2 separate regions of the Sus scrofa genome follow, and region 2 is linked to region 1. Evidence: chromatin contacts called from public Hi-C data. All regions are on one chromosome and are shown on one strand. The core of a region is the stretch at or near the end of the contact, and the rest is flanking DNA. Distances in the headings are between cores, read along the strand shown. Region 1 holds the start of LOC102159784 (atherin-like). Region 2 has its middle 290 kb from the start of ANKRD50.

Region 1 (3,882 bases), core at 1,165-3,664:
AATCCATAGTTCATGAAATTACTTATAAGAAATGAAAATTCAGTTCTTCAACTAGTGATATTATCTTCAGAAAAGTAATAAGTCAAGACTACATTATGACTCCATACACAGTGATTCCATACTGAACCCTGCCCATCAAACCTAGAGTGCCATATTTGTGATACAGGCATTGCCTGAAAAATTTCCTCCTTAATTTAGGAATGATACAACAGTTCTAACCCTGATTTTGATAGCTAATAGCAGATTTGCCCTATTTGCCAGAGTTTTAGTGGACAGCCCTTACACATTACAAAGTCTGCAAGAATCACACCTCTCAAACTAAGTTTCTTGTTTCACATTGTTATTAAACAAGTAAAAGACATACGTTTAATGGATATCCTCACAATACAAAGCTTAAATTTTACTTCCTTCAGCATTCAAAGTGAGCAGATTATCTGCAAATATCCAGCAGTAGTAAAAGTACCCCACAAAGTCAAAAATCAAAAAAACACAAAAAAACAAAAAACTTTAATCTTTGCATAGAAACAGAACACCATGACATTCTCACAGTTACCTTTTAAATGCTTCAGCTGGGTTTCTCTCACATTCCCCGGGCTGTAGGAGGCTTTGAACTGCTGGATCCCTTAGCTTGTCTTCATATCCTTGGAGTAGTCTGCTGCGGCAGATCTGGGCAACCAGACCTCTAATGAACCCTCCAACACACAAAGTGTCAGAATCCTGGGCTTTGCAGAAGTGAAAAGCCAAAGCCTGGCGATGTAAACCTCTCTGCAAGCTTGTAGGTGAACTTGGCCATAAGAGCTCAGTGCAAAGGGCTGTCTTGCCACTGCCAGGCCCTCCTACCAATAATACACCCCAAGCAGCTCCTTTTCCAGAGATAACACTAGCATTATTCCCAGAATTCATTACTAGGGGTTGTGTGTTGACAACACTGTTGCAGCAGTTAGTTTTCTCCTGGAGGCAATGCTGAAGCTTGTGGAAAACCCACTCCCTACAGTAAAACTGCTTCCCCTGTAGTAAACTCGTTTGAGCCATTTTGCAGACTTTCTCTTCCCAAGGATTAGTCATAATAGGTTTCTTATCTTCAACATTTGCTAGAATCTGGATACATCAAGGTCTTTACATCCATTAGGACATAACTTGCACATTAAGTTGACTTTGAATGACACAGTAATAACCAGTTACAGTAAAATTCAACAGCCACAGAGTCCGTCTGCCAACAGAATGTGCATGACTTTACTTGGCTCTTTATTCTTGATAATCAGCAGAGAATATATTAGTTTATATTAATTGCGGAACTGGTGGAAAACTGCCTGGTTCCGAACCTTGGCAACACTTTTCCTATATCTTGATGGGTCGAGTAACTCCATGGTTACATGTGGAGTTTAAGTGATTGTGGATGTTTCAAGTATGTAGATGAGACAATACATCTGGAAAACTAAAGAGAAAGCCCAATCTTTCAATCTGTACAAAATGCTTCTCCAGATTTCAAGCGTTAACTTTGTATCTGAAAATTGGATCCAGAAGAGGTGTCCATTATAGTAAATGCTATCAAAGAGATTGAATTTACACAGTAGATTGTTAGTGCTACACTTCTTGTTGAAGGACAGTCACTCCAAGTATGAGACCTTGCCAGTTTCTGAAATATGGGCAACTGCGAGGGAGAGAACTGTTTCAGATTATGGTCTCTTACGTGGCAAAAATGACAAACCACTGTTAACACCTTCTTAATTCAAAGCATTCATTAAATGCAATTTTTTAAGATAGATTCTTGATTAACCTGCCCACAGGTTCCTCGGTTTAAGATATCCAGGTAATCAGTAATTCCCTAGTCACTCAAATAAAATATACAAAAAAAATCTTAGTGCAAAATACCGCAGGCTAAAAGCCTACTTAGCAAAGAATACAATTTACCAGTTAATATCAAAAATCCATACACTTCATCTCTAGCACTTTTAAAAAGTTGGGCAACTAACCCAAAACCAGAATTATATTTTCCTTTCTCTATAGTTAGGCTTCCCAAACGGCTACATCTGAATCAAGTTACCCTAGATTTTTAAAATCTCGCTGGAGAAAGGAGAAAAGAACACTTTATTCACATGCAGTAACATCCTTAACTAGCCAGAAAGGTCTTTGGGACTAGCTTGGTAGAAGAGCGCCGTTAAAAAAGCTCTATTAACTTGCACAGACCAGCCAATCAAGGGGTCTATTTACTTGACCAGCCACACTTCTTTGTTGATAGTTCGCAAAATTTTGGAGATGATTATCAGGATTGCGGCTGGATGGAAATGGATTAAAAAGAAAAAAAGAGGGGAGGAGGGAGATGAGTTTACATGAATGATAAATCCAAACACCAATACAACGTGAATCTTTCCTTCCTCTGCGCCAAAGAGTAAGGTTTCGGATGGGGTAAGGAATGAAATCTACTGTGACCGGAGAAAAGGCTGCCTGGGAGAATTCCTTCCAGGCAGGAAAGGGATAAGGAGTAGAGGGCTTCGGGGCTGGTGGGTGTTTGCCTACAGTTCCGGCCTCTAGTTTCAGCTGATAGACAAAAGGAACTCCGGGATTCCCAAAGACGGGAACCTCCCTCGGGTTCAGCAGCCCCAGGGAGCCACAGGGGGGCCACCTCGTAGAGGCCAAGGACGGAGGTGTAGCCTCCACACAGAGGTCTTCCTTCCAGAAGGCTGGGAACGCCTCGACACCCCGCCCCGCCTCGAGACTGGGGTGTGTCCTTTCAAGGGGGAGGGGGTGCACGACGTCCTCGCCAATCCTTGATAAGGGGTCGCCTCCGATAGGTGTCCAACTCCGCGCCCCCACCCCGGGCGCCGCTCCCGCCCCGGCCCGGCCCACAGCGGAGCCACCGGAGAAATAGGGTCTGCGGCCGAAGGCTGGAAAGGGTGGGTGGGTCAGGTCGGAGCCTCAACCCCAGCCCCCGAGATTCCGACCTGAGGGTGGGGCCTCGCTTCCAGCGCCGCCGCCGCCCCTCGGTTACCTCGGTCCCGGCCGCCGCCGCCGCCGCTGCGGACTCTCAGCCTCAGGCACTTGCTTCGCTGAGAAGCCGCCGCCGCCAGCGCTCCCCGGACTCAGCTGCAGCCGCTTCCTCAGCCCGGCCCGGAGCACGCTCCTGGGTCCAGAGCCTCTCTTGGCCCCCGGCAACTGCCACTTCCAGCTGCCCCAGCAGCCTCGGCCGCGCTCCTCCCAACCCCCACTGGCCAACCGCCGCCGCTGCCGCCGCCGCCGCCAGGGCAATGACTGTCTCAGGCAGCCCCGGACCCGGCCGGCTCCTCCCCGCCTTCGGCCCCGCCCTCCCGGCGCAAGCCCCGCCCCCTCGGACGCTCGGCCTTTCTTCGGCCGCCGGCTCCGCCCTCTCGCCCAGCTCCGCCCTCACGGCGCAGTCCCGCCGTCGCCCGTGCCTGGGCGTGTGCGGGCTCCTGGGACTCGCTGCTTGCCCCGCCGGGAGACCTTTCTGGGGGCGGCCCGGCGGCTCCGCCTGTCTCAGGGATGGAGGCGGGAAGAGGGCGGGGGCTGCGTTCTCACGTCCCCGAGCTCACGCGAGTCGCTGCCCCCACCCACCCCGTCACCACTCGGCCGTGAGCCTTCCTTTGTCTTCCAGGCCTGAGAGAGTCGTTGCTTTGGGGGCCATACCGCTGCTTAGAGGGTCAGTTGAGCTAGGAGAATTGCCCCTTGCCACTCCCTTAAGCCTCTTGTCCACAAAGGCCACTGGATGTCCGTCCTGTTCCTCAGTCTTCTGGGTCCCCTTTCAATCTATTAAATTGCGGTGATGCTTTTACTTTTTCGGCCTGGGATTAAGAAAATCAAGTAAGGACTGGGAAGAAGGCTGTAAAAATAAAAGTAAATAGGGATATGGGAGGATGCTTCCACCTG
Region 2 (4,016 bases), core at 355-2,854, 290 kb before region 1:
TAACTTTTGACTACTAGCAGTGCCTACCGCATAGGATTGTGTGAGTATAGAGTGAGTATTCATGTAGAACTCAGCCCATGGCTAAAACTTTGTAAATGTGTTATTATAACTGAAAAAATGTGTTCATCCAATATACATGAAGCATCCTATATAGTCAAGCTTTTGAGAGGTTGATTATGACATGAAATACTGATTTGGTAACTTTTGTATTCAATTTTAAATATCCTCCTCTTTTTCCCCTAGACTTTAATTCTTATTTTTAAACACCTAAGTGAAGTGACGACCCTGAATTGAAGTCTCTACAAAATATACATCACCTTCCAATGTCAGGTAAGAAAGTTTATGCTAAACTTTACCTTTGGAAAATACACTTGTCTTAGATGGAATTCATTAGCTCCAGCAAATTGTGAGACATTGAGAGTTCAAATCCCTAAGTGAGCTTTGCTCTCCCTTAAACTTGCTTTGCCCACATGCTGTACTCTCTTCTAGGCAGCAGCGTCACTCATGCTGCAGGTCAAGGCATCTTCCTTGTTGCTTCCTTCTTCCTCACTTTCCCTTCACCCCAATCCAATCACCCATTCTAAACTCAGGCTGTTTTATTTCTAAACATTTTCCAGCCTTGAACCCTCTTTTTCCTATTATCACCATCCTTATAGAGTTTCTCATCATTCCTCAAATGGCCAGTGTTCCCAGCCACCCAGCTGGGCTCTGTGCCAGCTGACCTGACCCCTGAATCCATCTGCCTCCCAGCTGCTAGAAAAAGCACTCCAAACAAAAGCCTGACAGTGGCTGTGCATGGCCACTGTGGGATAAGGTTTCATATCTCTGTTGGAGCATCCAGCCTCCTTTTCCAGCTTCTCAAGGGCTGCTCTCACATCTACAGGAAATGAAAGTTACCCACACTCTGTGGTTTTTCTCATGTATGTACCTTTTCTCATTCTGTCAATCAGCCTCGAATGCCCCCATCTTTCCCTCACACTCCCACCTCAGTCACCTTATCACCACAATGCCCAGCTGATTACTCTGCTCTTTGAAGATTGATTTCATCCAGTGACTTCTATTAAAAACAAAAACAAGAACAACCTTCCCTGAAGCTCCAAGACAGGGTTTAGGTGCCCTTCCACTGGGCTTCCAGAGTACTTGGACGTTTGTGTTTTGCCCTTGCAAATAAATTTTTTCTCTGGTAAAATGGCTTCCAGACTTAGCTATTCTTGATCCTTCGCCATGGATTAGACTTAATTATTAGAATGCAGTGTGCTAGACTTTGATGTTTAGTTATAAAATACAATGCATTATTAGCTTTTAAATAAAAGCCTTTCATACATGAAAACAAGAGTTTGAAATATATGAAGAATTTGCATGTTAACACCATTTATTTATATTTTAAATGAGAGAAAAATATGGTTTAACAGTAGCATGATATTATAATACTACTCTGTGTGTGTGTTTGTGTGTAGAGAAAGCATGGGGAATAATGAAGCAGTCCAACAAATCATAGGAATAAAAATGCTGAAAGTTTTTGGCTCTGTCTCTCTTTTCCACCAGTCTTTCCTCTATCAGCAGCTGTAGAAAGGGTTAGGCAGAGTTAGTCTCTGTGGTTCAGAGACTCTTCAGACACGTCACATCACAGACTAATCAAAACCAATCTCCCATACCCTCCCCTCTCTTACTGGCCTTTTCTCTGTGTTATTTATTGTGAAGTAGAATGACTTAACTTCACACTGAGGAGATTGGAGAGGCTTATAATGTCTTATGAAGGCTTTAGGAAAATTTGATTCTGTGTGTTTTATAGCAAGATATGAAACACATGCAATTAATAAATTTTATTATTTACTATTAATTTGAATAGAGAAAAAAGTTCTAAAATATCTTCTGTTTTTGCCTCATTCTACAAAAAGCAATATTGACATTGACTGTGGCTATAGTCTATGTTCAAAATTTGTCAGTTTTTTGTTGAGAGTAGGAACCAAGAGGTGTACATTTTAATTTTCTCAGTGTTTTCTGTTGGGTTTGCATAGTAGGTACTCAGTTTGATTGTTGAGTTAAAAAAATTAACAAGTTAAATAAACGCATGAGTGATTTAGTAATTCAGTGGATCTCTGATTCTTCTTTAATAAGAAATTAAAGAGCCAAGTTTTATCCTACCAGTATTCATTCCAGGAAACAAACTGAATGAATAAATTTCAAAAAAATATCCAAAATTATCCCATTGTAGTTGTTGTGAGCTCTTGAACTCAGTTGTTATCCCTAAGAACTAAAAAGAGTTGGTTCTGAATTCAACTTATATTTCAAATCATTGAAATTTACACCAAACAATATAAAATTCTGATTCAGTTTTATTTTTGTCCTTTAGTTACCTAATGAGAAGGTTGGATGAAAAAGCATGCACAACTGCAGGCTTTTTATCTAACTTCTAGGGCCCTATATGTGTCACACTCTTCTTCCTTTAGAGTCTTTAACCCAAATAACTATCATTATTTTCATATTTCGAGAAAAAGGAGAAAGATAATTCTTAGATGTTAATTTCTACCATCAATAACTCCTTTTTAAAAAGTCATATTTGGCCTAAGTAAAAGCTGTTATAAGCAGACAGAATAGCCTGGTGGAATTTTCACTTGCTAAATTCATATCAAATATGAAGTGCACTCTGTCATAACTAACATGTTGAATACAAACTACAAATGGCTCATTTCAGCATAAGATAGATTATGATTTCAACCAAACTTTGCTTATGTTTTTAAAAAATAATGGAATTTGCTCAACTTGTAATACTTTTTCTTTGTTTCTATGTAACTGAAATAATTATTGACTCAGGAACTTGAGATTTTTTTTTTTAATTTCATACATTCAACAACATACATGTTTTTCCTGTTCACTATTAGATGATTGTTTTTGATTCCCACACCCTATCCCATAATCTGTTCTCTTAGATGACTGGGATACATAAGGTTTAATAAAAGCAGTTGAAGTACTGTGGTTGATCTAGTGTATTTCGAATAATTGCTTTTCAAGATGTTAACAAAAATTACATATAGTGGTAAAACTTTTGGCAATTTTTGGTTTTGTTTGATAAGAAGGAAAGAAATTATCTTACTGGATATACTGAAAACCTTGCTTGTATTTCCCTTCTTTGAGAAATTGGAGAGGTTATTTGAGTTGATACAGTAATTAATAGCATCTAAGTTTCTTTTCTCACTAAACACACTATTAGGAATGACTAGAAATTTGGATATTTATAATTTGGAGAAAATCTTACTAATTTTTTAAGTATTTAAAATAAATGACAGGATTAAAACAGGGAATAGAAGGACTGGAGCTCAACTTCTCTCATAAAACAACAAAATTACAACCAAATATTGAGCAACCGTTAACCAGATGGACTGGAAACTTAAAAAAGATATCATACTCCAGAAGACAAAGAAGAGGCCACATTGAGAGGTAGGAGGGGCGATTACGTGATAGAAGCAACTCCATACGTTCCAGTGGGAAGCCCCACAGACTGGAAAGTAACAGCATCATAGAGACTCACTTACAGGAGTGAGAGTTCTGAGCCCACATCAAAATCCCAAGCATGGGGATCTGACACTGGGAGAAAGAGCCCCCAGAGCATCTAGCATTGAAGATCAGTGGGGCTTGTATGCAGGAGCTCCACGGGACTGGGGGAAACAGAGACCCCATTCTTGAAAGGTGCACACAGACTTTTATGTGCATTGGGTCCCAGGGCAAAGCAAAGTCTCCATAGGAATCTGGGTCGGACCTGACTGCAATTCTTGGAGGATCTCCTGGGAAAACAGGGGGTGACTGTGGCTTGTTGTGGGAGAAGCACATTGGAGGCAAAACTCTTGGGGATATTCATCAGCATGCATTTCTCTGGAGGTGGCCATTTTGGGAAGACCTGGCCCCACCCATCAGCACTTAGAAGCCCCAGGCCAAACAATAATCCAGGTGGGATCACAGCCCTACCCATCAGTAAACAGGCTGCCTAAAGACCACCCAGGCACACAGCTGCCTCTAAT

Evidence for each region. Hi-C and Micro-C count contacts between places; a contact is called where the count stands out from the background.
Region 2: a Hi-C map of fetal skeletal muscle shows a contact between it and region 1, with 4 times the contacts expected there. The contact joins the enhancer-like site here to the promoter of LOC102159784 in region 1. A contact is called at or near these places in 1 of 5 promoter capture datasets (fetal skeletal muscle), 2 of 47 Hi-C or Micro-C datasets (embryonic fibroblasts and fetal skeletal muscle) and 1 of 2 datasets of contacts at active chromatin or transcription factors (skeletal muscle).

What each region holds. Positions count from the first base shown.
Region 1 is chr8:99,782,171-99,786,052 of Sscrofa11.1, reverse strand. It overlaps LOC102159784 (atherin-like), which reads left to right and starts at 2,414. Exons shown (of 3, transcript XM_021100545.1): 1 at 2,414-2,464; 2 at 2,793-3,655. The coding sequence starts at 2,414. It overlaps ANKRD50 (ankyrin repeat domain-containing protein 50), which reads right to left and starts at 3,256. Exons shown (of 5, transcript XM_021101614.1): 1 at 2,990-3,256; 2 at 554-1,651. The coding sequence starts at 1,065.
Region 2 is chr8:100,068,014-100,072,029 of Sscrofa11.1, reverse strand. No RefSeq gene overlaps it. Among named protein-coding and RNA genes, the nearest start is that of ANKRD50, 290 kb to the right of the region's middle. Within about 2 kb of position 1,604, at least 4 of the 83 cell types and tissues checked have an H3K27ac peak or open chromatin away from gene starts, as enhancers often do. A contact at or near this core is called in fetal skeletal muscle, where this site is marked.